Regions from separate parts of the Mus musculus genome. Here regions 2, 3, 4, 5, 6 and 7 are each linked to region 1. The links are chromatin contacts, called in public HiCAR-type, HiChIP or PLAC-seq and promoter capture Hi-C maps. All regions are on one chromosome and are shown on one strand. Each heading gives the region's core, a stretch centred on a gene start, on an enhancer-like site or on the middle of the called end of the contact. The rest is flanking DNA. Distances are from core to core; before and after follow the strand shown.

Evidence for each region. Promoter capture Hi-C pulls out the DNA fragments that hold promoters and counts their contacts. HiCAR-type assays count read pairs that join an accessible place to other places. HiChIP or PLAC-seq counts read pairs in DNA pulled down with a chosen protein or histone mark. Capture Hi-C pulls out chosen DNA fragments and counts their contacts.
Region 2: an HNF4G HiChIP or PLAC-seq map of pancreatic cancer cells shows a contact between it and region 1. The contact joins the enhancer-like site here to the promoter of Plk2 in region 1. A contact is called at or near these places in 1 of 15 datasets of contacts at CTCF or cohesin (embryonic stem cells), 15 of 484 Hi-C or Micro-C datasets (the AML12 cell line, B cells, the Ba/F3 cell line and 11 more), 2 of 115 datasets of contacts at active chromatin or transcription factors (pancreatic cancer cells and stem cell-derived neural progenitor cells) and 3 of 9 other capture datasets (adipose tissue, embryonic stem cells and liver).
Region 3: a HiCAR-type map of astrocytes shows a contact between it and region 1, with 6 times the contacts expected there. The contact joins the promoter of Mier3 here to the promoter of Plk2 in region 1. A contact is called at or near these places in 5 of 39 promoter capture datasets (the C10 cell line, embryonic stem cells, liver and 1 more), 4 of 484 Hi-C or Micro-C datasets (CD4 T cells, cortical neurons, embryonic stem cells and 1 more), 10 of 115 datasets of contacts at active chromatin or transcription factors (astrocytes, cardiomyocytes, embryonic forebrain and 7 more) and 2 of 9 other capture datasets (adipose tissue and liver).
Region 4: a promoter capture Hi-C map of pre-B cells shows a contact between it and region 1, with 5 times the contacts expected there. The contact joins the promoter of Map3k1 here to the promoter of Plk2 in region 1. A contact is called at or near these places in 3 of 39 promoter capture datasets (hippocampal neurons, liver and pre-B cells), 1 of 484 Hi-C or Micro-C datasets (embryonic stem cells) and 2 of 115 datasets of contacts at active chromatin or transcription factors (astrocytes and thymic regulatory T cells).
Region 5: a contact with region 1 is called in an H3K4me3 HiChIP or PLAC-seq map of pro-B cells, with 10 times the contacts expected there. The contact joins the enhancer-like site here to the promoter of Plk2 in region 1. A contact is called at or near these places in 22 of 39 promoter capture datasets (the 3T3-L1 cell line, 3T3-L1-derived adipocytes, the C10 cell line and 15 more), 2 of 15 datasets of contacts at CTCF or cohesin (the NIH/3T3 cell line and large pre-B cells), 62 of 484 Hi-C or Micro-C datasets (3T3-L1-derived adipocytes, the BV-2 cell line, CD8 T cells and 40 more), 34 of 115 datasets of contacts at active chromatin or transcription factors (CD4 single positive thymocytes, SST interneurons, bone marrow-derived macrophages and 20 more) and 3 of 9 other capture datasets (adipose tissue, embryonic stem cells and pancreatic islet).
Region 6: a contact with region 1 is called in a HiCAR-type map of astrocytes, with 4 times the contacts expected there. The contact joins the promoter of Ankrd55 here to the promoter of Plk2 in region 1. A contact is called at or near these places in 7 of 39 promoter capture datasets (3T3-L1-derived adipocytes, the C10 cell line, hippocampal neurons and 2 more), 1 of 484 Hi-C or Micro-C datasets (nephron progenitors) and 1 of 115 datasets of contacts at active chromatin or transcription factors (astrocytes).
Region 7: a promoter capture Hi-C map of adipose tissue shows a contact between it and region 1, with 2.2 times the contacts expected there. The contact joins the promoter of Gpbp1 here to the promoter of Plk2 in region 1. A contact is called at or near these places in 13 of 39 promoter capture datasets (the 3T3-L1 cell line, 3T3-L1-derived adipocytes, the SN4741 cell line and 9 more), 9 of 484 Hi-C or Micro-C datasets (CD4 T cells, Sertoli cells, bone marrow-derived macrophages and 4 more), 11 of 115 datasets of contacts at active chromatin or transcription factors (astrocytes, differentiating embryonic stem cells, embryonic forebrain and 5 more) and 1 of 9 other capture datasets (adipose tissue).

Annotation. Positions count from the first base shown.
Region 1 is chr13:110,393,272-110,397,050 of GRCm38.p6, reverse strand. Plk2 (polo like kinase 2) reads right to left here and starts at 2,007. Exons shown (of 14, transcript NM_152804.2): 1 at 1,614-2,007; 2 at 929-1,036; 3 at 659-775; 4 at 331-460; 5 at 57-144. The coding sequence starts at 1,874.
Region 2 is chr13:112,251,812-112,255,790 of GRCm38.p6, reverse strand. No RefSeq gene overlaps it. Among named protein-coding and RNA genes, the nearest start is that of Ankrd55, 35 kb to the left of the region's middle. Within about 2 kb of position 1,635, at least 33 of the 459 cell types and tissues checked have an H3K27ac peak or open chromatin away from gene starts, as enhancers often do. A contact at or near this core is called in pancreatic cancer cells, where this site is marked.
Region 3 is chr13:111,684,101-111,688,330 of GRCm38.p6, reverse strand. Mier3 (MIER family member 3) reads right to left here and starts at 2,153. Exons shown (of 13, transcript NM_172593.3): 1 at 1,977-2,153; 2 at 479-503. The coding sequence starts at 1,985.
Region 4 is chr13:111,807,165-111,810,981 of GRCm38.p6, reverse strand. It overlaps Map3k1 (mitogen-activated protein kinase kinase kinase 1), which reads left to right and starts at 1,989. Exons shown (of 20, transcript NM_011945.3): 1 at 1,989-2,479. The coding sequence starts at 2,013. Gm15327 (a long non-coding RNA gene) reads right to left here and starts at 1,844. Exons shown (of 3, transcript XR_382912.2): 1 at 1,235-1,844; 2 at 226-315; 3 at 1-120.
Region 5 is chr13:111,395,098-111,399,078 of GRCm38.p6, reverse strand. No RefSeq gene overlaps it. Among named protein-coding and RNA genes, the nearest start is that of Gpbp1, 93 kb to the left of the region's middle. Within about 2 kb of position 1,313, at least 41 of the 459 cell types and tissues checked have an H3K27ac peak or open chromatin away from gene starts, as enhancers often do. A contact at or near this core is called in CD4 single positive thymocytes, double positive thymocytes, forebrain and 5 more, where this site is marked.
Region 6 is chr13:112,286,368-112,290,529 of GRCm38.p6, reverse strand. It overlaps Ankrd55 (ankyrin repeat domain 55), which reads right to left and starts at 2,079. Exons shown (of 11, transcript NM_029898.3): 1 at 1,548-2,079. The coding sequence starts at 1,602.
Region 7 is chr13:111,488,307-111,492,235 of GRCm38.p6, reverse strand. Gpbp1 (GC-rich promoter binding protein 1) reads left to right here and starts at 2,109. Exons shown (of 13, transcript NM_028487.5): 1 at 2,109-2,518; 2 at 3,866-3,929.

The sequences.
Region 1 (3,779 bases), core at 758-3,257:
CTAATAATAGAGGCATATTTGGTCTCCACAAACCCCAGGAAGAGCATGGCTCTCACCTCCTTCTGTGTTCCAGTGGTTCCAGTCTGGCTGCCAAACCAAAGTCTCCCACCTTCAGCTCCATGGCTTCATTAATAAAAAAGTTCCCTAGAAGATAAACAAAAGGAAACATGAACTCCCTTGGAAAGGTTCACACTTGGAGATCAGCACCCTCCAGTGAAGGCACCCATTCAAAAAGCTAGATTCACAACACTGGAAAACCTCCCACTCTCTAGCCCCCACCCCCCCACCCCCACCCCACCCCCACCCCCGTCGCTGCAGGAGAAGCCTTACCTAGCTTGAGATCCCTGTGCAAGATTTCTTGTTCGTGAAGATACTTGAGTCCTGACACAATCTGCCTGAGGTAGTATCGGACTTCTGGCTCTGTCAACACCTTTCTTGCTTTCAAGATGTGAGCCATGGACTAGGAAGAGAAGGGGAGAGAGGAGAATTTGTCAAATAAAGTTACCTAGATCGGGCATCCCTTTGCTGGACTGACGACGCAGTCTCATATGGTGGGAGACTAATTAACTGTCACGGCTAAAACCGCTGATAAAATGTAATCCAAACACCACTCCGGCTTCCTGTCGGCAAGCTCGCTGACCCAGGAGTCAACACTTACCCTTCTACTGCAGTATTCCAAGAGAATGTAAATGTTTTCTTTGTCTTCAAAGTAGTGGTAAAACTGCACGACATGCTTATGGTGCAGTAGTCTGTGAAGCTCGATTTCTTTGTCGATCTAAGGAAAAATAAAAAAAGCAAGAGAAGGCTTATTAGTCTCTCGTCGTGTCTGGAAAGGCAGTGCTTACACATGCAGAAGACATTTTTTTTCTAACAGGGTAGGGCCATCCCTGCACACAAAGAAAATACTTTAGTCGACAGTCATACCCACCTTTTCCCTCTGATGAGGTTTAGCTACTCTGCTGTGAGGAATAATTTTTGCAGCGTAGACTTTGTTGTTTGTCAGATCTGTCATTTCGTAACACTTTGCAAATCCACCCTGCGAGGAAACAAAGCCGAGATGGAATTGAGCAGGACAGAAAAAAGGAAAAAAAAAAAAAATGAAGGGCCAACGTTTAAAATAAATGAATACGTAAATGGGAACGGGAAGCAAAATTTGAGGAACAGAGGGTGGGCAGAGCAGTACAATCTGCTTTGTATAATGGTTTTTCAGGAAGGGCAGCACATTCCTAGAAACCAGTCCAGTTTTCTCGTTTCCCCTTTACAAAGAACTCTATGGAGAAGGGAGTGGAAGGGGGAAAGGGAGGAAAATGCCCTCTGAAGAAATTTGACAGGCTAGCTCCCTGGGGATCAGATAGTGAGAGCCCAAGGCCAAGGTAGAATGCCTTCAGTCCTCCTTCTTAGACTCGGGAGAAAAACAGGCTAAGGATGCAAATCCGAACCCCAGCGCTGTCGGCGCACAGAAGCCCAGGAGGGCAGGAGAGGAACCCACGTCGATCGTTCGGGGAACCAGACAGCTGAAGGAGCGAGAAGTGCGGGCGCTGGGTCCCTGCTCGCTCAGCTTGCCCGGGCAGCCCGCCCTCCCGCCCGGCAGCCTGACGTCCGCCGCTCCTCACCTTGCCCAGCACTTTGCCCCGGCAGTAGCGCTTCCCCGTCGTGGGGTCGACTATAATCCGCGAGATCTCGGGTCCCGAGTGGGAATGGTGGTGATGGTGGTGCGGGGCCGCCGGGGTCACCTGGGCTTGGGGCTGCCCATCTTCAGAAGGCTGCTGCGGTCGCTTCTTCTTTGAGTCCCCGCCGCAAGCTTTGCCCAGAGCCTGCTCGCACATCTTGGTGCCGGCGGCCGGCTGGTAGGTGATAGTCCGCAGGAGCTCCATCGTTGCCTCGCCACCCGACACTGCCTACTTGCCACCTCCGAGGCGCGGACAAGCGTCCGGGCTAGCCCTGTCCCTCGAGCACCAGTCTCTCTCCCTACTCTCTAGTCTGACGTCCTGCTTCGCTTGTGCGAGCAAGAGCGAGCAGCGAAGCTTTAAATACGCGCCGGCTGGCTGGGGCGGGGCCTCGTGACGTCACGGCGAGCGCTCCACCCACCGGCCCCGGAGTCCGCGCTGTGGATAGGTGCGGGGTGGCCGCCTGGATGTCGTGGGCTTCGACCTGGCCTGAAGGCGGCGGTACGCCAAGTGCCCCCAGTTCGTCGCGTGCCCTGACTTTGGACGTGGGAAACAGAAACCCAAGGGCGGACGCCCTGTCTGGGTCCTGGAGGAGCGGGGATGCGGGGTAGCAGCCCGGGGGAGCCGCAGGGTTGGCACCGCCCTCCTGACTGTGTGCAGCCCCACACCCTGTCATCCAGCGAGCCCCGCGGGGTGGCACCCGGAGACCCGGAGCGCTTGGGGACCTCCGCCGCCACCGCAGGCGGGAGGCTCAGTGGCCGGCCTTGCGGAACCGGGCACCAGGCAGAGCCAGAGCAGCTAGGGAACCAGGCACAATCCGGGTCGCAGATCCGGGTGACCTGCTGTGGCGTGGGAGTATCTGAGCTCCCTGCAGCCTCTTCCCATCGCCTGATAAGTGACCCCTGTCAGAGGCCAGGCTCTTAACCTTGGAGTGGAGCGAGGGCTTGACGACTGGAGAAGGTTTGGTACGCAACAAGTCTAAGCAAGATCGCCATCCTGTGGATTTTTTCAGAAAAACGATTAACGGTCTAAGTGGGCCGAGGTTCCTTAGCAACAATATGGGCTGGCTTCCACAGTAACGCTAAAAGTGTTCTGTTGCCAATTATAATTCTACAATTGAAGTCATCTATAACTTTTTGTTCCAACTAGGTGATTCAGATTGCGTGGATCTAATGTCACTAAGCAATGTCACCGCCCTGGTACACAGAGTCAATCTAAGGTCCCACAGTGGGGTATAGTGGAGAATAAAGGCGGCTGTTCAGTTTTTACAGATTTTACTGTTCAGTTGTACCATCTCAGAGACTTTCCTTCTTCCTTGTTCCAGCGCGTATGGTTCCGTATTAACCGCTGGTAGCTATTTTGAAATGCTGTATACATTTTTTTTGGGGGGGGGGGCAGGGTTTCTCTTTTCTCTGTGTAGCCCTGGCTGTCCTGGAATTCACTCTGTAGACCAGGTTGGCCTTGAACTCAGAAATCCGCCTGCCTCTGCCTCCCAAGTGCTGGGACTAAAGGTGTGCGCCACTACTGCCCGGCCCTGTCTATATCATCTTAATACAATCCTGAATGAAAAAGTCTGCCATATTAGGGGAGGGAAAATCATTTTCCTTCTACCCTTTCAAATTATCACTGTGGTTCCTCGGGCTGGGCAGATAAACTGCAGAACCACAAGTTTCTCCATTCACAACAAAAAGAGTACCCTCCAAAGTGGCTTAGAATTGAGGTTTGAATGCTATCAGAAGCCAAAACAAGAGTGTGGGAAAAGACAGGAAACAAAAGGCAGTCGGGAACAAGGGAGTAAATAGGGAAGAGTTTATGTTTTTCACTGATAAGTTTGTTACTTAGAATCGTTCTTTTTGTCTGGTTCTGGAGACTTAGAACTTGAGACTTCTTTTAATAAATGTGATTTTTTTTCTTTTTCCTTACAAAAAAGTGGTGTGCCACTTTCAGGCTTTCTGTGTCTACCTATCTTTTAATTCAATTCAAACTTATCCCGACTCAGCGGTTACATTGAGGGTGACATAGTCTAGCTACCTGTGGACCTGTTTTGAAGGGACATAGCCTAGTCTACATCTTTCCCATCTTACAGGTGAAGAAACGGGGTCCTAGACGATT
Region 2 (3,979 bases), core at 386-2,885, 1.9 Mb before region 1:
CTTGTATTATTATTGGTTTTCAGTGTTGAGTCCCTTTTCACGTTTGAGAAATCTCCCAATCCATACATTTTGGAAAGAGTTTATTTCTTTTTTTTTTCTCTCTCTTTCTTTCTTTCTTCCCTTCTTTCTTTCTTTCTTTCTTTCTTTCTTTCTTTCTTTCTTTCTTCCTTCCTTCCTTCCTTCCTTCCTTCCTTTCTTTCTTTCTTTCTTTCTTCCTTTCTTCCTTTCTTCCTTTCTTCCTTTCTTCCTTTCTTCCTTTCTTCCTTTCTTTCTTTTTAAATGGGAGGTTAAAATTCATTCACTATTTGCTCATAAATTATCACTGGGAACCTCATATGAACCAGCACATTCCAGGCATTAAAGAGGCAATGGAGAACAGAAAAGGCAAGTGTCTTCCTGCCTTGGTGTGATCTAGTGATGCGGAAGACAGACTGTAAGGAAGGCAGGGCAGCAGATGGACCAGGAGGATGGTGAATGTGGAAAGTGGCAGGACTCAGCTGAGGAGAGTTAGTTTTCTAGTGAAATTGTCGAGACCAGCATACCCAGCAATTTGATCTAATGCAACCCCAGATGTTGCTCTTATCGGATGTGCCGAACACCCACAATTAGTAGACTTTAAATAAAATAGATTTCTCTCCACAGTGTGGTCATCTCAGCAACGGAAGCCCAACGGGCAAGGACTGATGTTCCCTGAGAAGAAGAAAGTCTGCCCCAGGACTGTGGCAACTCGAGTTTCAAGCTGATGATGTTCAGGCTTGCACACACACACACACACCCCTGCACACATGCACACACTGCTGTTTATGTTTCTCTGGAGGAGAACTGTGCCAGTAACAGTTTTGGATTGAGAGCTTTCTGCCAATCCAATTTGCTAACTTCAAATCTGCTCAAATGTCTCAGAGAAGGCTACTCTGACCACTCTATGGCAAAAGAATGCCAAGTGCTAAGGCTGCCGCTCACCTGGTAGGGTTTCTGCCGAGCATGTCTGAGACCCTGGATTCGATTTCCATTGGGTGGGGCTGGGGAGGATGAATCTGTAATCCCGGTACTCAGGAAGTAGAGACAGAAGGAACACAAGTTCAAAGTCACCCTTGGCTACATAATAAGTTTGAGGCCAGGCTGGGCTACATGAGACCATTGCGCGCGCGCGCGCGCGCCAGCTTTCATTCTTATTTGAAACTCCCTGCCCCTGCTCTAGTGTTTCCCACAGCCTGTCACTTTTCACATACCGTGATTACTCACTTTGTTTATTTTCCTCTCTCTTCTGGTATGCACACTTCACCATGGCAGGTGTCTTAGAACAAGTTCACTGGGAGCAGAACTAGATCTGAGCGAGGGATTTGTGCGCAGAAGGCTGACATGGAGCAGGATTGTTCCTGGGGGAACTGCAGCCAAGGGAGTCGGGGCAGCGGGGCGTGGCAGAGCGGGGAGCTGGACTGTGGTGTAGCTGCGACAGGGCCTTGGCTGACACCTAGATCCCAAGAGTTTAAGCAATGCTTCAGGGGACAGCATGAGTTCATTGAGGGAGAGGCCCAAGCTTCTGTACTTCAACATCAATCAGTCCCTGGAGGCCGGCTGTCCCAAGAAGAGACATTTCCCCAGGGACAGAGTTCCCTTTGGCCAAGACCAATTCCCAAGGCAGACTCAGTTGTGAGTCACCAGCACTCCTGTGAGCTGGGGAGAGAGTAGCTTGGCCCAGAGCAGGGGTGAGGGTAGTGTCCCTCAGGCACCAGCCAGTTTTACTCACCTATTAGTGGGTTCTTAACTCTATAGTGTGGTGGCGATCATTGAGACAATGGGCCAATGAACAAATGAACGGATGAATCTTTTCAGAATGGTTGGTAGGCTCGGACAGGTTATAGCAACTGTTTTCAGTGGGCAAATAGAGTAGCTACTGTGGAATTAGAAAACAGGCCAACGTGACCCTCAAAATAAATAGAGTCAGTTCAGGATGGTAAGTAAATGTCAAGACTTGATAAAGAATATTGTAGTAACAAGGTTGGCTAGGGCACACAATGTGCTTATGGCTCGCATCACAGGGAGTTTTGGAGTCTCCTACACGGATGCTGAGTACCATGGCTCATTTTCAGAGGCCTGAGCCAGGCCCAGGGTTAAAGAAAGCATCCTGCTAGTGCAAGCGACAACTGGTTCCAGTGACAGAACCTTTAACAAGCCTTTTCTTACATCTGTTGACTCAACCCAGACCAGTGAATTCTTTGAAAGACAGCAGGGCTGTAAATCAGCAAGCCCCGTGAAGATGCATTCCAGGGTCCCGGAGGGGGGTGGGGGGAAAGCTGCACACAAAAGCCCCTCTTCTAAGTCTTCAGGAATGCTGTGAGTGGCCTTGGAGGTCTCAGGGTTAGACTGCGGGGCTGGGAACGGAAAGCATCCAGAAGAGGGGCATGGGGAAGCAGCCTCAGGAGCAGCCAAGCATGCCTCAAAGAGTGATGAGTTTCCGGGGAGCAGAGCGGTGCCTAGTAGATGCCGAGTGCTTGGTGGGTAGGGTGAGCTGATGACTGTATCTCAGGCTCTTACTCCCTGGCTGTGTGACCTCAAGGAAGTCCATCCAAGTTGCCTAGGCCCCGCCCACACTCTCTGCAAGAAGTCTGGTTCTATCACACATGGACTCTGGGAGTGAGTGACCCTTGAAGCCCTTGAGTTTAAAAAGCATCCAAACAGATATCGGTGTCCGGAAATAGAATTGGGACCGTGCAGGAAGAAGGAGGGGAGAGAGGATGGGGGAGGGGAGGCCAAGAAGGGAAAGTGACAAACTACGGCATGACACATGCCTGTACGCAAATGCCTCAGTGCAGCCTATTAAGTTGCGCAGTTAATTGTGTTAAGCATAAAGCATTAGCAGAGGTTCTGAAGGTATGGAAAAGGAGAGGGGAAAAAAATCCTACACGGCAGCAGGAGCTTTCCAGCTCCGAGGCTAATGTGGACCCTGGTGCTGGGCAGGGCCTGCTAAGGCAAGGGAGTGGTTCCCGCATGGGTGCTACAGCCTTTGGGATTTCGAGGGGGTGTGGGGACACTTCTGTGCCCATGAATACTCAGACATGTGCCTTCCAGAGCTTTCCAAAACATACAGTTCTCCCAATGGGGTGGGCTGAAGGAGAAAAAGAAGGCAGAACTTTTGTTCCCCTGGGGCAAGCATTCCCCGAGGCTCCAAGGAAGAGGTGGGTTTTCATCAGTTGCTCGCCCACCTACACCAGTAGTTTGATGTGGTACAAGGAGTGCCAGGATCTCACTCAGAAGGTGAGAGTCAAAATGATGGCTTCCAGAGAACTTTCAAGGTCTGCAGAACCAAATTGCATGGCTCCCACCACTCCAGGTACGGACAATTGGTTTATATCACACCATCACTCCTTCTTCCCCTCCCCACACCGGCCCCTTCCTCTTTTCTTCCTTTACCTTTCCCCTTCTGGGCATGTCAGCCCAGCTAGCTGGAAGAGAACGCAAGCAAAGCCTGTAGCTTGACAGGCTGACACCCATCAAGGACCAGGGTCTCTGACAGACTTGTGGGCTGTATACTCAAACCCTCCTGTCACAGAGCAATGGCAGTTTGCCACTGATCAGTGTCACCATGGACAAATACTATTTATTCAACAAGGGTGCCAAGCATTTTCAATCTCTGACTCATTGGGAAGAGGAATTTGGAAAAATGGGGAAGGGGGGTGAGTGGGAAATGAATGGGGAAAAAAAAAAACCCAGAGAAAGCAAGAATGTCATCGTTGTGTGGAATTGTATTTTAAACTGAATTAGGCATTCCAAGCTCATATATGGTTTCTGAGTCTCTGCAGTGCAGTCACCTCAGGAAAGAGGCCTCAAAGCGTGTCATCTCTAGGGACCATCAAACCGGAAGCAAGTCCAAAACCTAAAACCTGTGTCTTCATTAGACACGGCAATATCTTGGCCAAACTTTGGGTTCAATTTGGGTTCTTGTGTTTAGACTAGTTGGAATTTAGACTCACATGACATC
Region 3 (4,230 bases), core at 904-3,403, 1.3 Mb before region 1:
TAAGGTAGCTTTACCTAACCCAATTTTCAGTTTAAATATAACAGACACTTGAGAGCCATAGTAAAGAAAAATGGAGTTAAAAGCTAATAATCCAAGTTGCCCCAAGTTCTGACAAGTTAAAAGGACAATTTATTTTTAATAAATAAAAATAAAACAAGCTGTTAATTTGTAGAAGGTTGATTTGGGATTCATTATTTCCAGCTTAGAGTCAAACAATAAAAAAAGTTATGTGAGAATAAAAGACTTTGTAATAAGGTTTCTGGGGTACTTTTTCCACCGTGCACTGAGCACAACTATTCCCTCCTCTCTAACAACGTAAAACTACATTGGAATTCTTTAAGATCCAAATGATGAAAAAATATAGCAGGGTACATTTCTGTGGTTGTACAGAGAATCCTTTTACCAGCCAATCCTATCTCCCTCTGGGACAACCCCCCCGACCCCCGACCCCCGGAAGAGGTAAGAAAATTGAACAAACCTGGGCTCGAACTTCCAAAGGAAGCCTGGGAGAGTGAGAGAGAGAAAAGAAAACTGTGAGGTTGAATCCTGTAGCAAGGAAAAGGAGGCAGCGCAGGCAACAGGGCGCAGAGGGGGCGGAGCCGAGCGCTCCCAGGCAGCTGCCAAAAAGTGCAAGACGTAGCTTCGCTCCAATCGCTCCCGGCCCCTTTCGGGCCCCCTCTTGGCTGCCTCGCCTTCCTCCCCAAGTCCCCAGTGTACAAACTCGCAGACTCCGGACGAGGGCTGGAGTTGAAACGGGCAACTCCGAGACACCGTTTAGAGCTCGGCAAGTTACAAAGCCGGGAAGCCGAAGCCAGAGCTTACCCGGCTCGCAGCATCAATCCTTCATCCCGGGCATCTCACGAGTCCCCCGACTACAGCAGCTCACCCAGCTCTCCGCTGGCCCTAGAGCAACTCCTCGAAACGCAACCCCGTCCCCTAGGAGGGTCTCACCCTCTGAGACACACACACACAGCCTGCCCTTGGAGTGCGCGGGCGCCCCAACTCCAGGGTTTGTCGACTGCCCCAAGCGTAGGCCAGCTCGACCCTGACACTGGTCCCCAACCCAACGCGGGAGCACCCTCCCGCCCCCACCTCCCCACCCCCACCCACCAGCCGCTGAGGTCGGAGGAGCCGCGACCACTGAGTCTGGGACCAGCCGGGTCCTCCCCCGGGGGAGCGGTCGGTCCCCGGCCCGCCAGCTCGGCCCTAGCACACACAGCTCGCTCCTGCCCAGCCCCGGTGCTCCCATCACGCCGCCCCCTCCCCCAGCTTGCCCGTCCCAGGGGAGCCCGGTGCCCGGCAGCCCGGGTCGCCCGGTGCCCCCCCCCCCAAGTCCGGCCCGGGGTAAAGAGACTCTCGGGCCGCTCGGCGGGCGAGGGCGTCGAGGTGTGGGTCGGTCTCTGCGCCCGGGGACGCCGCACCTCGCAGGCTTCGGGGTAGAGAGTCCCGCTCCGCTCCCGCTGGCCTCGGAGCCCCCGGTCAGGAGAGGCGGCGGGCGGCCGGATTGCCGAGGGCCGGGTCGGCTCACTCCGGCGGGGCAGTGGCGCAGCCCGCTCTCCGCGCTGCATTCCAGCCGCCGACCGAGGATCGGCCGCTCTCCACCCACCCCGATCCCGGGAGGAGGCGCCGAGCGAACGGCGGCCCGCGTCAGCCGCCCCGGCCACGGCCCGGAGGCTACCCCGGCCCGAGGCTCGCCGCCGCCGCCCTCCGCCGCCCGGCCCCGCCGCCCGGCCCGGCCGGGGTCGGAGCCGCCGCGGCCTAGTCCCGAAGGGAGACCGCTCCCGCGCCCGCTCCCGCCCCTCCGGCAGCCTCGCCGCGCCTCGCCGCCGCCCCGCGCCCCCCATCCCCCGTCGCCGCCGCGCCGCCTTCCGAGGACCCGCGGGAGGAGCCGTGGCTCTCGGGCCGGCTGCGGGGCTTCGGAGGGCCGCCCGGCTCCCGCTCCAGCACGGCCGCCGCTGCCCGGTTTCTCCGCTCACCTCCGCCATATTGGTACCTTTAGGGCGAACGAGCAGCGCCGAGCCCAGTCCCCGGATGGGGCGCCTGAGCCAATCGCAGCCGCCGCCGCCGCTGCCGCCGCCGCGGCCCGCCAGGCACCCGCCCGGAGGCAGAGGCGGCTCGGCCCCTTATAGGGCAGGCCGGCCCGCGACGCCCCCGGCCCGCTCGCACACCCACGCCGTCCGGCGCTCCCGCGGCCGCCGCTCCTGCACGCGCCCGCCCCGCGCGCCCACGGCGCTCTGCCCCGGCTGGAGTAAAGTTCCAGCTGAACTGCGGGCGAGCGCGGGGACCGGCCGGTGGGTGCGGTGGGGGGGCCGGAGGGAGGGAGGGAGGGAGGGAGGGCGAGCCCGGGGCGGGGGAGGAAGGAGGGTGGCGGGAGACTCGGAGGAGGACTCGACGGACTTTCCCGAAGTGAGAAGAGTACGCGATGGCAAGTGAGCGAGCCGCTGATGGGCAAAAGAGGAGAGAGACCCGGACAGGAAGCAGGACGGCTAGGCACCTGCAGGAATGGAATGCGCATCGGCGTTCAGTGGCTTGGAGTGAACTGTGGAAGTAGACATTTGCCAGACAGGCTCTGGAAGATGATGGCAATTCAGAAGGCAGAAAGACTGACAGACGGAGCCAGACATGATGAGCGTGCTTGCGCGACATTCATAGCCTGTACACTTTTTTTTTTTTAAAGACCAGTTCTAGGAGTTATTAATCACAAATAGTCTAGAAGATGACCCGAAGATATACACTTGATAAACCTTTTAAAAAGCAGAGTGTCAAAGACCCTGAACCAAATTGCAAAAACTGCCTCTCACACCTACCTCGGGGGTAAATAAAAACAACATTGTTTGAGATTATACATACAATAAATGTGGTCTCCTGGATAAGTGGATACATGGAAGAGAGAGAGAGACTTAGCAGATGTATCTGTTTCTGCATAGGCTTCAAGAAATAATCCTGTGTATGAAAACAGATCCATGAGAAGATAATATACAAACAGGAAGGTGTGCTAAGACCTTACAGGGGCTTAGAGTGTCCGTGAAGACCAGAGCTCTCCTCCCAGATGCCTGCCAGGAGCTTGTAATAAATATTAATGGCAAAATGAGGTTTGCACTGTAGCTTCATAAATTTAAGCATTTTTAAGATGCTAAAACTTTTCATAACTTTAAACCTTAATTACACTGTTCAGGTTTGAGCCTAGGGTCTCCAATTCCCTCACTGGATGAGGATGGAGATGGGTTATGGGAAGAAGCAACGGTTACTTTTAAAGAGGATTACCAAGGCAAAAAAAAAAAAAAAATCAACCTAAAAACACGGGTAAAAGTTATTTATTCGTGGAAATTTTACAGAAGAAAAAAGTCACTCAACTTCAAAACATCCAAAAGACATGGAAAATTACACTTCCCCTACTGTGAATGATATCACAAACTTTTGTCCAATCAAATAACTCAAAAACAGGCTTGGCACATGTTGTCCCTACCATCTTCAACGAGGCGTTCAAAGTTGTAAAAGTTAAAAAACAAAACAAAACAAAAAACCCTGTGGCTTGAAATGGAGCAGAGTGACCAGGGTTAGTGAGGGGCAGTGCGCACCCACACCCTCTGATAAAGCCAGAAAGCACTGCTCAGCAGCTCGGCTCCAGCCAGGTAGCCAACAGCCTGCCCCTTATTTACATCATAAAAAAAAAAAAGTTTCATCCTACAAATTTATCACATCCTCACAAGTGTGGCCTTAGATTCTCCTGGCCAATTCTGAGAAATATATGGCCTTGCAGTTCTCCATGAACAGAGTAGTAAGGTTTCTTCAGGTTCTCTTGACATTTTGACAGCTTTGACGAATTGTATTGTATATAAGCAAAACTTGAAAAGGTAACCAGGGAGCCTGGGCTTAAATATTAGAGGTCTCAATTTTATCAAATCCATGAGCAAAATAACAAAATTTCAGAAAGCAGTCATGATAGAAATAGCAGCAGCTGCAACTTCTGCAAGTGTCTGTTTGCCTGGTTCTTAGAAACCTCATCAAACTCTCCACGAGTCTGGAAAGTCATTATCATACTCTCCAGTAGCAAGAGGTGCTTTTCCATCCACAGTTTGGGCAGAGCTCCAGCCGGTCTCCTTTATCACAGCCTGCACCAAGCTGGTGTAGGCTGCAGCTGCTTTGTCTCAGCATGGCCTAGAACGGTGGAGGCCTTTGCTGCCAGGGATGCCTGAACTTTAGGGTTGTTAAAATGGAGCCCTCTTTATA
Region 4 (3,817 bases), core at 740-3,239, 1.4 Mb before region 1:
AGGTGCATAATGACAGCAGACTATGTCCATAAAAGATGAAAGGGAATGGGATTCAAATCAGGAGAAACTACTGGGGAGAGATAGCACTTAGTCTTCATAGTCTTCATAGACTGATGTGGCCTATGGAGGCCAGAGAACTGCAGTTAGTCAATTTGTGCTTCATTTGATGCCCACCCTCATCTTCAAACAGTTCAAACACTGTACAAATAAAGAGACAAAAGTCACCTTTTGCCGGAGTTCCTTTTTTCTTTTTTCTTTTTTCTTTTTCTTTTTCTTTTTCTTTTTTACTTTGCTATTCAGGCCAAACTTCCAAACCTGGTCCAAAGATGGAAACAAAGGCTGAGGGTCCGCAGTGGCTTTTCTCACAGGTACCTAAGTACGAGTGCGCCAATTTAAAGTTTATTTTAGATCTCAGTAGAAACCAGAAAAGCTAATCCTTTTCAATTTAGGATTTGGTGGGTGTGGCAATCTAGGAAGACCTGGGAAATAACTACTGTTTGGTTTGGATGTTATGCTTGTCTACCATTAAAAGAGCATATAATTATAGCCTAAATGTAGACCTAAATCTTGAACAGACTAATCTAAACTTTCAAAACGTGTACCTTTTAATGTAACCATTGAGAACTGTAGCGTGCCAGATGTTATAGCAGTAAGTATAACACCGAGCTCAAGCTGAAGTCAGGATCCCTTTTTAAAAATCCCTTTTGCCTCACCTTGCTCTCTGGCTGACATTACACACCTAAGGAGGGCTTCATTTGATCTACTTTGGAGAGGTTAAATGAATTATTTTGAGCTAGTTCAGGCTTTTGTCTAAATGCTGGAGAGATCTTTCCTTTCTCTGTAAGATGAAAACCCTTCTTACCCCTCCCCCCACGCCTCATGTCTTAATGTTTCACAAAATAAATCTAGAAATCCTGGGTTCTGAGAGATTGTCTATTCTAGACAAAGTGGCTAGGGGAAAAAAAAGTGGCAGAGGCGGGTGAGATAGGGACGACAAGGCAGCTTTATCCCGTTGAAAAAGGGTCGAAGGGGGGAAATCCCATATACGTATACTGCTTTTCTATCTCCAGCACATTTTCTAGACTCTGGGGCAGGAGAAAGGCGAGGGACGCCGCACAGGGCAACCAGGGAGCGGCGGCGGGAGGGAGGTGGGGGACCCGGGAACCGGCCTGTCACCTGACTGCCAGGAAGAGGGACGTGCAGCTGGGAGCATCTGTTGGGGGTGGGGAGAGACCTGGTAGAAGATGGCATGATCCAGCGCTTCCTGGCATAGCGCTGGCTCCTTCCCCAGACGTGCTCTCCCGCTTTCGGTTGGAGCCTGCCTTTCCAAGACGGGGGAGTAACCTCTGGCAGAGTACCCGGGTTGGTCCCTCTGCGTAGCCGGGGGAGTGGGGGGGAGGGTGTCCCAAACCAGCAGCTTCAGAGGTGCACAAGGTAGCGCAAGAAATCTTAAGTAGTGTTATTTGTGACACGAGGGCGGGACAAGAGGTCTGCTTTCCTAAGAGAAGGCTTCGCGTCCGCCCGTCTGCGGCAGGCGACAGTCCCGGGGCGCCACCTGCGCTTCGGGCGCGGGCCGGGCCGGTGCGCGCGGGGGCCCCCCCAGCAACCGCTACTAAACGCGTGAAGTGACAGACCGTGAGTCCTCCGGCTTGCGTCCCCTTCCAGAACCAGGGACTCACGCTCGGATTACTGCTTGCTCAAGGGTGGGCGAGCTCCCGCCGAGCCGCTGCCCCGCCCGGTCTCGCACTACCTGGCGGCGGCCTGGTTGCAGCGCACAACGCCCGGCGCCCGGTTCCCCGCATTGCCCCTGCCCTCCCACCTGCGCCGCGCGCCCGCCCGCCGCTCCGCGCTCCCGGGCCCCGGCCGGGAGGCGCGGCCCCGCTCGCGCCCGCGCCCGCGCCCTCGGCAGCAGCGCGCGCCCGCCCACCCGCCCGCCGCTCCGCCCGCCCCCCGCGCTCTCCCCGCCCCCTCCCTCCCCCGCAGGCACGAGCGAATGTAGCCCGCGAGAGAAAATGGCGGCGGCGGCGGGCGATCGCGCCTCGTCGTCGGGATTCCCGGGCGCCGCGGCGGCGAGTCCCGAGGCGGGCGGCGGCGGCGGAGGAGGAGGAGCTCTCCAGGGAAGCGGCGCGCCCGCAGCGGGCGCGGCGGGGCTGCTGCGGGAGCCTGGCAGCGCGGGCCGCGAGCGCGCGGACTGGCGGCGGCGGCAGCTGCGCAAAGTGCGGAGTGTGGAGCTGGACCAGCTGCCGGAGCAGCCGCTCTTCCTCGCCGCCGCCTCGCCGCCCTGCCCATCTACTTCCCCGTCGCCGGAGCCCGCGGACGCGGCTGCAGGAGCGAGTCGCTTCCAGCCCGCGGCGGGACCGCCACCCCCGGGAGCGGCGAGTCGCTGCGGCTCCCACTCTGCCGAGCTGGCGGCCGCGCGGGACAGCGGCGCCCGGAGCCCCGCGGGGGCCGAGCCGCCCTCTGCAGCGGCCCCCTCCGGGTGAGCGGCGGGCCGGGGCCGGGCGGGCAATGAATGAAGCGAGCGGGGCGCGCTGCTCCCGGGGCTCCGCTCGTTGGGGGTGGGGGGGGAGCCCGCGTCCCCGAGCCCTGAAGGTCGGGCGGCGCCCGGGACGGCGTGGGGACGGGACGGGAACGTGCGGGAGAGTTTGTTATTGTTTGCGGACATGTGACAGGCGTGGAAGCCGCGAAGGTGCGGGGCTCCCCGGGCCGGGTCCTGAGAGCCCCCGCGGCGCGAAGTGAGTTTGGGGGGCTCGGAGCGCGAAGGTGACGGCGGTGGGTCTGCGCGCTGTGACAGCCTAGAGCCCCTCGGCCCCACGGGGACGCGCGCCCGCGGGCAGGTACCGGGCCGGGCTCCGGCGGCGCGCCCCGGGCGGCCGGGGGATTCCGGGGACTGCGGGGGGGGGGGGCGCCTGTCAAAGCGACGCAGGCGGACGCTGCGGGCTCGCGGGGCGGCCGGGTCTGCGGGGACTCCGTGGCTGCCCTCGCTGCGTGTCCTTGGGAATTCCTCCCGCACCTCGGGGGCTAGAGCGCCCGGTGCTGGGAGTTTGAATCCGGCTTTGAAGTTAGCTTTTGGCGGAATGCTGTGGGATCCAGGACCGGATGTGTCAGCCATTCAGCTTCAAAGCTGTGGGGACTGCGCCCCGCAGCCCCGCTGCGTGGCGGGGACAGGGACGGTGCGGGGCTGCCGCTTTGCTCGCAGGGGTCTTCCGGTGCACCAGAAGTAGGATGTGCGTAAGATAGTTTACACCAACGGCTCTTTGGCCTCGCCCTGTTTTGGCTACTGGAAAGTTTTCTGTTAGAGGAAATTCTTTTAAGTATATGATACTTAAAAAAAAAATCTGATGAAAATACACAAAAGCATAAAATCTTGATGGATGTGTGAAGTTGCTGGATATGTTTTCGTCATCGTCACCCTGTGGCCCCCCGTAGAATTTCTTGACGTTTACTGTGGGTGGAGAGTGTTTTATTGTGTGTCGAATCTGACAGTAGGAATCCTTGGTTTCGGTTAGTTATCTAAGTAATTTGACCCCCTTTTGTGCTCTGGATTGTTTAAAATCACGGTCCGTTTATTACTTGGAGGTCGTTTTCCCTCCTCCCAACCCCCAAGCCCAGTAGTAAAAAGTGTGTTGACCCCTGGCTGTGGCAGGATTGGGAGGAAGGTAGGCAGTAAGCAGCCCCGATGCAGCTTTTCTGTGTGTGTGCCCTGTGTGCACTTGTACACGTATCTTCCTCTAGGGTTTCCTGTTTCTGTGCAGATTAGATTAAAACTAACCAGAATAATTCTTAGGTGGCAACTCTTACTACAGATCAACTACAG
Region 5 (3,981 bases), core at 64-2,563, 1.0 Mb before region 1:
ACTTGGGGTTATGACAACCATCTATGCATTGTTTCTGCATTGAGAGAGTGCAGCATTATTGAGGGCTCATAACTAGAAGCTCATGTTCTGGTGTCCTTCACTTCTGGTGTCCTTCACCGATCTCCTTGTCCTGTCAGTCTGACGCCCACTATGGATATCTTTGCTCCAGGTCTCGCTGTATTTCACTTCTGCCTGAAGTAGCTAGTATTCCTTCCTGCCATTTTCAACAATCCAGACCCACTTCAAATTTTTCCTGAGCCCTCTTCTCCTTCAGGCAAAGACTTTGTTTTGCTTCGATTTCATCTCATAGATCCCTCTAGAATACAGGGCAGTAATTTTTTTTTGGTTAGCATTCTTTTTGATCCATTACAACATAAGTTTATTGAGTCGGGCGGTGCACACTACTTTTTTATTTTCTTACTCTTATGACTGGATTGCATTTTGGACTCCAGTTCTGGGAGTGAGGATCAATTGCTTAAATGATAACAGTACATTAGCTGTTCAGGGATACTAGACTGTTTCTTGGTGGTATAACTCTTAAGAGACAGGCTGTGGGAGGAGCCCCTGGAAGTGGAGCTGATCTGGGGAGGTGGGTGGCACAGAGTACCAACATCTCACTTCTCCTCTGACAAAACCTACAACAGGGTCTCTGTACAACTTTCTGGATGGATCAGTCTTTGGTGATCATCTCCTTTGGTCTTAATCGAGGTTTGATTTTCACAGTCAGGTTCCTTTCCTTATAAATCAACTATAAGAATCACATGCTGATACTATACTTTCAAAACACACACACACACACACACACACACACACACACACACCCGACATACACACATTAACCTCCCCTGCACCGCCCTCTCCCCCCATTTTGGAGAAGTAACAAAGGACATGAAGGGTTGGGATGCTGCAGGAAGCTGAACAATGCACTGGACAGCTTCTACAATTATCCTGTCCAAATGCTAATAGTGCTGACGTCAAGAAGTGCTGACACAAAGCCTGAAACTCATGAAGGTCACACTGTGTATGGAGGGTGACCTGTGGGGGACTTCTAGTCTTTGCACACAGTGATGATTCTCTTCTTTCGGGGGGGCCTGGCAGGTCCTGAAATAGAACAACGTCCATCTACGTCACAAGCTCACAGTTGATAGAGAGATCACATCAACAGTGGTTCCTTACATAAACACCATTCTTCAAAACACAGGCTCTTCAAACAGCTGGCACTGGGGGGAGCACAGCCTCTGCCCTGCTCTGGGACCCCCAACTAGGATCTGTCATGCTAATGTAAACAGGACAAGCCTCTCCAGCCCCAGCACTGTTTACCAGGAACCTGCTAGAGTAAACAAGGCTGTTAAGCTTAACTTAGTGCGCAGCTGTAGTCACTCTGACCCCTGCATTTGCAGAGCAGCAGTAACCTTGGGGGTGAAACTGACAGATGCTGTAGTCCAGATTGGTTTAAAGAGGGGGAGGGCTTCTGAGTGCTTTCCAAGGGGATGATGGTCAACTCTCTTCCCAAGAGTTAAGAACTGACTCAAAAACAAAGAAGCCAGTCCCAGCATCCTCCCGGCTCTGAGGTGAGGCTGTCAAGGTCTGTGACAGCTGCGCACGGAAGTGTGGGAGGCTTAGGCAGCACTCTTCTTCCCACAGGTGGAAATCACACTCTTAAGTAGAAACTGGGCCAGGTTTTTGTTTGTTTGCCATTTTAGAATTTGCATTTACGGAAGAGCAAGCAAAGAGGGAAGACTCTTAGGGGACATTACAGCCCAGCCTGCAGCTCCAGAGATTGCTGTCCTGATAGGAGCAGGCACACCTTCCCCACCCCCACTCCCCACTCCCACCCTGCCTCCCCTTTTCGGTTCACACTATGCTGCAGGGCTGGCAGGGGACACAGTTTTGTTTATTCTCTGGCTAGGCTTGTTGAGTGGGAGAAAGCGCATTCTCAAATGCAGCTACTGTGGCACAGTCAAGCAGGTTCCGGTTCAGCTGTAGCTTCCGGTTATTTCCGTCTACGTTTTGCTCTGTCAACTCCTTAAAAGTTACATTAGTCCTCCATTGCAGCAGTTCAGCACCTAGACTATTAATGTCAAAAGTTCAGACCTAGGCTCCAGCACTCACAGGTTGGGTGTGCTCAGGGGGGCTGCTTGGCCTTTGTGCACCATGTTCCTTGCTAAAATGAGGGAATACTTGTACCTGCTTCAAGCGGCTGTGTGGATTTCAAATATTTAAATATTTGATTTTTAAAAGGTTTATTTATTTATATGAGTACATGCTAGCTGCCATCAGACACACCAGAAGAGAGCTTCGGATCCCATTACAGATGGCTGTGAGCCACCATGTGGTTGCTGGGAATTGAACTCAGGACCCCTGGAAGGAGCAGTCAGTGCTTTTAACCTCTGAGCCATCTCACCAGCTACCGGATTTTAATGGCTTAATACCCGCAAAGGACATATGGGACAGTTTCAGGTGGATGCTGGGTATTTTATTTGCCAATAAACACCTGCCGCCTTAAGTGGGAAGCTTAGCCTTCATGAATTGGGTTGTAAATGTAGCAGCTTTTGCTATAGGGAGCAGGTACCCGAAAGCCAGTGTGCGTGTGTCAAAGCCCCAGTGTTCCAGAGCTGATTTTCACCCTCAGTTACAAAGGATTTTGTCCTTTTAAGGCCTGACCTTTTTGAGGGCCCCATGTGTCCCAGAAAAAGTGTCCACTGGCTTTTCTTAGGCTACCCCTGAGCTGACCACAAGCTTTTCCTTCTATTGGAGTAGGTATGATTTTTGGGATAGTGAGTCCAAATTGGGTCAAATCAGAATTTTCTGGAGCAGAGAGCTGGCACGTCTGAAGAAAAGCCCTGTAGTTCGGCGGTTCTCAACCTTTAATATATTTCTCATGTTGTGGTGACCTCATAACCACAAAATTATTTTCACTGCTACTTTATAACTGTAATTTTGTTACTGTTATGCATCATATAATGTGTTTCCCCGATGGTCTTAGGCTTCTCCTGTGAGAGGGTCTGTCAAGTCCTAAGAGGTCACAACCCACAGGCTGAGAACCTGTGGTGTAGTTTCCCTGATTTTAAACTGAATTGAAGTGATTCTGGTGGGAGCTGAAAAGAGCCTGGATTCATCCAGGGTTAGAATGGCATGGGAGTTGGGGGTGGGGGGTGGGGTGGGGGGGTGAGGGGGTGAGGGGAGGTGGACGGGATCAGGAGTTGGAAGGGGTTAGGAGGTGAGCTCGCTTTTCCACCCTTTGGCTTGTGGAATCCTCCTTCAGAGGCTCAGACAGAGGAATGGATCCTCTCTCTGGAACCTGGCTGAAGAGATCTACCAACACTGGCTGCTTACCTCTAATCGAGTGAGGTTTGTGTGTTTGTGTGTGTGCATGCTGCACAGTGTGCGGATGGAAAGGGAAATGTGGTCATAGGCCATGCCCGTGGGGAGGGCAGTATATGGATACAAATGTGGATTTCAAGGTGATAGCCCGGGGGGTCAATAGCAATGGGTAGAAAACCACCAGAATCCAGAAGAGAGACAGGACCGATTCACAAAGTCTCAGAAGGAATTAACCTTGCTAAGACCTTGGTCTTAGCCCTTTAGTCTCAAAAGTGTGAGGCTACCTTCCTGCTCTTTAAGCCACCCAGTCTAGGGTGCTTTGTTATAGCAAGCCTAGCTAAGCAACACCCATGGGAATGTTGGAACTTTCTGGAAACAGGTAGAAGCTTCTTCTCGGGCAGGCTGATTGGCCCTGACTACCCACACCGTCCTATTGTCATTGCCAATCACGTTTTATTCTGTGACCTGTGGTCTCACTCAGCCCTAGATCTCCTGTATTTCTCCAGTGGAACATTGCCTTGCTGTTGCAGGCTGTGTAAGTGGGGGCCAAGAATGGAGCTCTTTGTTTAGAAATTGCGTGGTGTACCTAAATAACAGCTATGAGCATATGGAGAACTTTCAAGCCAGAGGCGTTTCAGAACTAGGCAAGGGAAGAGA
Region 6 (4,162 bases), core at 830-3,329, 1.9 Mb before region 1:
GAGAGAGAGAGAGAGAGAGTTAGAGTTAATATTATGGGAAGAATCAGGTAGAAGAATTGCCCTGAATTGCTCCCACAAAAGATGCTGCAAGAAAATATTCTAAACCAGCACTTTAGTTATTTCCCAAGCTCACTCCAGATAGAAAGAGCCAGGCTGGCACAGATACATTTGTTTTGAAGGACTTGTTCTTCTGCAGTCAGTCCCTGCTCCCTCAGATTAGTCTCCCAAATGACCACCGTGTTTCTCTGTGATTCTGCGGCTTGGCAACACTCTTCTCTAACCAGCACAAGCAGCTTGATTCTAAGCAGAGCTCTCACTTCTGCTGATTGCCATCAGTGGAACAAAACGTACAGGGAGGAGAGGAGGTGGTGGTGGGGGAACTACAGTAAGCCCCCTTCCTGTGGTGCCTGTCTACAGACTCAGTGTGAATCAAGATGTTCTCAAGATCGATCTCTCTCTCTCTCTCTCTCTCTCTCTCTCTCTCTCTCTCTCTCTCTCTCTCTCCCTCTTTACCCCCTCTCTGAGCAAGAATTGGAGAAGACTCTATCTGCCTCAGGAATCTAAATCTATGTTATTATTTGAGAAATCCATTGAGCAAACATCATTTACCCATGCCACGAAGCCAGATCTAGAGGAGGTGACCTTGCCTTGAAGCATCGATAATTGGGAAAAAGAAAGAAGAAATGGCTATTGCTAATGAGGCTTCCGCAAGCCACCATTTCATAGTGTAGCTGAAAGAAAGAAACTAACCAAGCTCTGAGAAGCTGCAGAATCCTAGTGCGGCGAGTGGGTTAGATGCCGTACGTTTCATTAAAAGGCTCTGGGAAGGTCTGCTGTATTTAAAGTGTGGGAATTCCCCTCCATCGTACATAGAAAAAATGGTCTAATTACACAGATGACAAATACATGTGTGGAGGCACACAGCACATGCAAAGCCACACTCACACAGACTGACAGGCTGTGAGTCTGATGATGGCAATGAATCTCACAGCCTACTTGGCCCGTGGAAGGATGACTTTCTGTATGCAAATGAAGGGTAGGGGGAAAAAACCCACTCTGCCATTGCAATTAAATAATACAGTATTAAGTCACTGCACGGTCTTGAACGAGGTGTGGCATCAGCAGGACCCGTCTGTGGGTCAGGTCTCTCTTGGAGGGGAATCCACAGTGCCTCGTGATGGCTGAAGTGACGAAATATGAGATTTACGGGCTGAAAGAGGCCCGGTATGCATTCTGATATTGCTTTCTCTAACATACTTTATGACATGACATAAAGATGATACTATCTAAAGTAGCTGATATGTCTCAAACCAAAGAGTAGGACTAGGAATACATCCGCAAGACAGAAAGCCCGTAAGCTTTTTTTTTCTTTTCTTTTCCTAAAAGCTTATCAAGTCCTTACCAGGTTTGTTTTCACACACACACACACACACACACACACACACACACACACACACACACACACACACTCACACACACACACCTTTCCTCTTCTCCTTACAAACTGGAAATCTCTTCGCCATTGGAGTGGTAAAACATCGTGTTACCTTTGTGCTGATCAAACACAGAAGAGGTGCTGAAATCCATGGTAGCCTGTCTCATCGTTTACCATCAGAACGGCAAAAAAAACCCAGTCAGGGCTCTGGAGAGGAGAAAACACCATTTCACACACTGCAGCCAACGTCAGTCAGCTTCAGCATCGTTGGCGTCAGCTCCCGTTGTAGAATTAAGTGTGTGTTAGATCTGCCGGGCGCCTTCAAGGCTACCTTTGCAAAGACATAAAAAACACTCTTTCTGCAGGGGAGGAAGTGTTACTCTCAGAATCCCATTCACCATCAACACTGACGTGTGAGTATTATATACCCTTCCCCCAAGCAGACAGACAAAACATCCCAAACCCTAAAATAAGACAGCCTTCACGGGGGTGCCTGCCTTGGATCTGGGCCAGGAAAATGCTGCAGATCTCAGAGCTTCGGCTGAGGCGACTGGAAGGTCGCTTTAAACCAATAGAAACCTCAATGAGTGAGTGAGATTCACAGGGCCAGACGGAGCATGTGCAAAGCCGCCAGCGCAGACTGCGTGCTGGCTGTTTGTTCTTGGTGGAGTGAGAACTGCATTTGGGTCATGTGAGCAGAGACGGGCCATCTCAGTGGAATAGGATGTAAATATTGTAGCAGGAGGCTGCAGTCCACGTGCCCTGCTGAGTAGTTATGCACTGCTGCTGGGGGTGGGGGGATGGGGGGAGGTTCAGGCTCCCTGCAGTGACCTCCTCCTGTCAGAGAGACTTTGAGGGTGGGCAGTGAAAGGTTGAAGGTCAAGGTTCAAATATCTGTGCAGACTAAATCAAACAGCCTGCAGTCACAAGGCTGTGCCTTACTGCATTCTGCATGAAGCCTGACAAGTCACCAGCCATACTGCTTCGAGAAGCAGTCAAATAAATTCATCCTCTAGGGTTAAAAACCTGAGGGGGAAATCTTGCTCTTATTTGCATACGGTGGTACTGTCTATTGCTAGGGGAAGACATCTGTCTAGTTCGTTTGTGTTTTTACAAAATGAAGACATTTCCTTTGTGGTTTTGGCTTTATATCTATATGTGTGCACACCTGAGCGTGTATATGTCACAGGTCCATCAGGAATCTCTTTTCAGGATCACCTTCCTTGTTTTTTCCAGAGAGAGTCTCTCCCTGACACCCAGGCCTTGTCCGGGTGCCTAGGTTGGCTGGCAGGAAGCCAGGATTCTCCTATCTGTCCTCCAAGAGCCTGGGTGGTGAGTGATAGCACCTGGCTTTTTGTATGTCACTGATCATGGCAACTCCCTTTTCTTTTTAACTAACAGATATTTGATTTTAGACATAGTGCTGGAAATGTTTTCTTTTTTTCCTCTGCGTATGGCTATATTAATACTTTTTTTTTGTAGTACAGAGATTAAACCCAAACATTATATACTAGATAAGTGGTCAACTACTGAACTACACTCTTAGTCTTTACATTTGTTTTGATATAGAATGGTCTAGTCTATGTTCTGTGTTCTTTTGTAGGCAGTTCTCTTTTATCTTTTGACACATATTTTCTACTTGCCTGTCATTTATTTTTCATAAAAAAGGGCCTCACATCTCTATGACAATGCTACCACTCACTAGTAATATCACTCACTCACAAGCACTGTTATTCACCTCACAGAACCATGACTCAGCAGTACTGTTACTATGACTCAGCAGGACTGTTAGTATGACTCAGCAGGACTGTTATTATGACTCAGCAGTACTATTATTTACCCAACAATGTTATTCATCGCTATTCTTTTCCACTTGGGCTCCTTCCTTTCAAAATACTCTGCAGTATTTGATTTAAAAATACAAGCAGAGGCTGGAGAGATAACTCAGTGGATCAAGTTGTTGCTTTAGCATTTTTAGAGTCCAGGATGTGGCAGTTTGACTGTCATCTCAGTGCTGGGGAGGTGGAGACAGGATTTCAGGAGCAAGCTGGATGGCTAGACTAGCAGTGAGCTCTGGATCTGATGGAGGGACTGTGCCTTAATATATAAAGGGTGAGCAATCAAGAAAGACACTCATGTCAACTGTGGTCCCTACATGTGTATGCTGAAATGGTCACCCACACATATATATATACCACACATATATATACCCCACAAGCAAACACACACATCATGCATACAGAGGAGAAATACAACACATTGTTGACAGATGAGCTAGGTGGTGTAGGACAGCAGGACTGGGAGAAGAACAACTGCTGAAGTCAGCCTTCTGATACTCTAGCCTGTTGCCTGGAGTGTTTCCAAACCCACTGCTATATGGAACCAGGGTGGGCTCAGTGGTTTGTAGAATGACTCCTGAAAAGATATACACGCCTTAAGCCCCAGAACCCATGAACATGACCTTGATGGCAAACTGAGTCTGTTCAGCTCTAACGACATAAAGGAGCTCTCTTTGAAATGTGTCTCAGTGGTTTCTATTGTTCAGAGGAACATGCAGAGGTAAGGGGGTGGGGGAGAACATGGAACAACACAACCTCCTGTCATTTGTCACTTATGCCACCAAAGCAGGAAGAACTTAGGAACCCATTGTCTCCTAAAGCCTAGAGGGGGAGCTGGGTTCTGGCAGCACCTTGATTTTCAACTTTGGATTTCCAGACTGTGAAATAG
Region 7 (3,929 bases), core at 860-3,359, 1.1 Mb before region 1:
TTAAGTAAGATCACAGGGTGGTTCTCCAGGTATACTGGGCAGTTAACAGTTGAAAAGGTTAAACCAGCCAGGTGGTGCTCAACTTTAATCCCAGCACTAGGGGAGGCAGAGGAAGATCTCTTGAGTTGGATGCCAGTTTGGTCTACAGGGTGAGTTCCAGGACAGCCAAGGTTACACGGAGAAACCCTGCCTCGAACCCCTCTCCCACCAAAGTCAAACCCTAAATCACTAGGGTTGTAAGAGAAGTTAGGATGTTTTCTGTTTCTTCTTTCAAATTTCTAGAAAATATCTGGGAAAGGAGTAAGACCATATTGAAGGTTACATGTTCTTACCTATTCACAGTTCATTGCTATTTTAACATTCTTTAAATCTGAGGCGGGGTCTCATTTGTAGCCCTGACTATCCTGGAATTTTGCTATGTCCTCGAGGTTAATCTGAACTCAGAGAATGCTGGGATTATAGATGTAAGGCACGACTCCAGGATATTTTAACTTTCTTGGAATAGTTTTCTCTAAAGCAGGTGCTGTTCATCTTATTTAATGCCTGACTCTTGGTGAAAGGTACCCTTTTTCTTCTCATGTCCCCATGCATTCCCTCCTCTTCCTGTTCTGCCTAGTTTGATATCAATTCTTAGAAATAGAAACCAGGTGGTGTGTCTTTGAAGGGATAAGGAGAACTCCAGGCCAGCTTGGGTTACATAGCTGAGATCCGAGCTAAATTCAAAAGCAACCCAAGTTCTTTTTCAATATACGTTAATTTTATGGATTCAGGTCTCGTGTAGTGGAAAGAGTTTGGATTAAGACTTAAAACAGAGCTGGGCGGGGTGGGGCATGGTTGTGACCCCAGAGTTTGTAAAGCAGAGGCAAAAGGATCGGGCGTTCAAGGTTCTCTACATAGCTCTTTAGAGAAAGCAACACGAATCCTTGCCTCTCCCGTCCCCACTCGACCCATATTCAAACCCACCTAAAACAAACGGAAGTTTAAACCGGGTAGGTTGAGTAGTCAAGGTCCAGGGAGTAACTGGATCATTTCTAAAATATGAAACCAGCTTATGTAAAAAGTGAGGAAAACACATCTTAGACATTGGCACGATTGAAAAAAGCATCCTTTAGTTTTAAGCCCTTTTTCCCTTTGTACCTAGGGGGCAAGATGGGTAAAGATTGAGGTACAAATTAAGGCGAGTTTACATTCGGCGAACTTATAGGGGTAACGCACTAAACTACAAACCCTATAATGCATATAAAAAGTTTCTGGGAAATGACGCTCCGGTGATTTTCCCTCTTTAGGACGCTTCTCCCTCATTTCTTCTACTTTTTTCCTTTTAGAATTAAATCTCCAACCTTTCCAGAGTGAACCTTTGGCTATATGTAGAGAAAGTGAATACCGTAACTTTTTTTTTTTAAATAATCGTTTGTGCTATGCGGATACCCAGGACAACGCTGATGAAATAATCCATCTCCTTTGGAGTTATTAGAAATAGGAATTACTAGCGCGATGCTCTCTGGCAGCCCTTCGCACTCCGGGGGAACGGTGGCTGCAGCCGAGCCTCGCGCGCCTCCCTAACCCGGCTTCCGCGTGTTAACGTCCCGCACGCTCCGCGTGGCGCGCGACTGCGGCGCCCAATCACTCAGGCAGGGCCGGCTCCGCCCACGGAGCGCTCAGGGCCCGCGCCGAGCGGCCTGCGAGCCACGGCGGGCTTCAGGCGGAGCCGAACGAACGGCGCCCGCCGCCGGCCGTTCCGGGTTGCGCGGCGCTGCCGGGCAGACTCAGAAGCGCCGCACGCCCTGCGAGCCCGCCTGCCCGTCCGGACCGCCTGCGCTCGTCCTCTCCACCCCACCGTTCCCGAGCTCGGGGAGGGCCCGCGGCTGCACAGAGGCGCTCCTCAGGGAACGGACGGGAATTCCCCCTTCCACCGAACGTTCCGGATTGTTCACCGTCCTCACGTCAGCAGCAGGGGGTAATCCCCGGCTCCAGCTGCTCCTGACGTCACCGCGCCGAGACTCCGCCTCCCCGCCCCGCCCCCCGCCCCGCCCCCGCCCTTCCCCCGCGCCAGGCCCAGCCTCCGGGTCCTCCTCAAAGCCCCGCCCCCGGTCTAGCCCCGCCCCTTCCTCTCCCCCAGGCGCCGACGTAGAGGGCGGAGCTTCCCTGACCTGGGGCGTGAGCTGCTACTTGGGCCAGAAGGTTCTGTGGTGGAGGCCCTCCTCCTCCGGCTCCGCCCAGTGGGTTCGTTTGCACCGCGGCTTCCGCACCCTTTCTTCCTCCTCTTTTCCCCTCGCCCCGCCTCCCTCCTCTTACTTCTCAACCTCTCCGCTGCGTCCCCCCTCCCTCGCCACCTTCCACGATCTCGCGAGACTTGGCCCAGAACATTGCGGATCGGGTCGGCGCCATTTTGGGACTGAGACTGGTTGTGGGGGAGGGAAAAGCGGCAAAAGGGGATTATTCAAAGTACCGAAAACCTCCTCCCGGGATCGAGCGCAGCGGCACCCCCAGGCCAGGGGCACCTCTGGTGGGGCAGAAGGTAACACAGTCCCCTGGGCCCCGGACGGGAGTCTCGGGGACCGGGGGAGGGGTTGCCCGTGTCGGCGTTGGGGCTTGAGGGGTCGGGAGCGGCGTTGGTGGCGCGAGGCGTGAGGGTGCGGGCGGCCGGGGGGCGGCGTGAGGCGTGAGGCGCGGGGCGCCCGCCCGTCCTCCCTCCCTCCCTCCCTCCCCCCGGCCGGCGTTGACTCAGCCCGGCGGAGCGGAGGCGGCGGCGGCGGCCGTGGGGCGAGGTGGGCGGCGGGCCTCGGCGGCCGTGGTGGGGGGGGGTGGTGCTCGGCGGCGAAGGCCGGGAACGGCCGGGGCGCCCGCGGCGTCGGGCTAAGACCCCAGGCCCCGGCACGCGCGCCTTCCTGGGCCACCACCAGCAAGGCGGCCCCGGGAACCGGGGAACCGGGGGACCGGGGACTGGAGTCGCGGCGTGCGGAGCCGTGGACTTCCGCCGTGTGCTCGGCGGCGCTTCGCCCTCCCCGCCGCGCCGGGCTCCGTGGCAGTTGCGGTGGTGGTGGTGGCTGCTCGCCCAAGGCGAGCGCTCCGAAGTCGCGTCGGCTCCCGAGTCCGACGGGACCTGTTTATTTTCCCGGGGAGAGCACGGTCCTTAACGGGGTGGACGGGTCGCGTCCCGCACCTCCCACCCCTGGAGTTTTGGCCGAAACCTGTTTGCTTAATTTCAAGGGAATGGGGCCGAGCACCTGGAGCCGAGCGCTGCTCTCCCGGGCTTGGGAGTCAGCCCCCGGGCGAACCGTAGCCACTCGCCCTGCCACGCTCGCCTTGCCACGCTCCCCTCCCGCCCGCCGGCCTGCCCGCCGGCCTTCCTACTAAGCCGTAGTGGGGACAATCCAGCTGCTCCGTCCTCCGAGATTGCGTTTTGGAAGGAGCGTCACGCTCCTTTCCGCCTCTCACTCTCGGAGTCGGGTTCCCCGACGCTCCGTGGCAGCACCACCTGTCCATTTGTTTTCCTTTGGCACATGGGAGAGAATCGGGGAAGAGCACTGCTGAGACCGTGGGCCACTTTCGTAGTTTGAATATTTGCTCAAAGTTTTTAAGTTGGGCGCTTGCAACCTCCAGGGTACTACCTGCACCCAGTTCCCAGTTCAAATCGGAACTCTTCAGTGATATCGTCGCCCACAGTTTTCTAACTCCCTTCATTCAGTAGACTTCATCGAGGGCTAGGAAAAGACTTTTTCCCCAGCTCTCTTTTTACGGCTGTGTGGGAAAAATTTTTTCCCCAGAGGTTAAATTTTTTTCCAAATGGGGGTTAATTTTGATTTGAAAATAAAAACTGACTTAAGTTTTTTGTTTTTGTTTTTTCCTAATACAACTTTTACAGGTGGTTGAATTTGGCGTATGAAGATCATCATCTAGGTTTTGTTTAAAAGGCCCCGGATATTTCA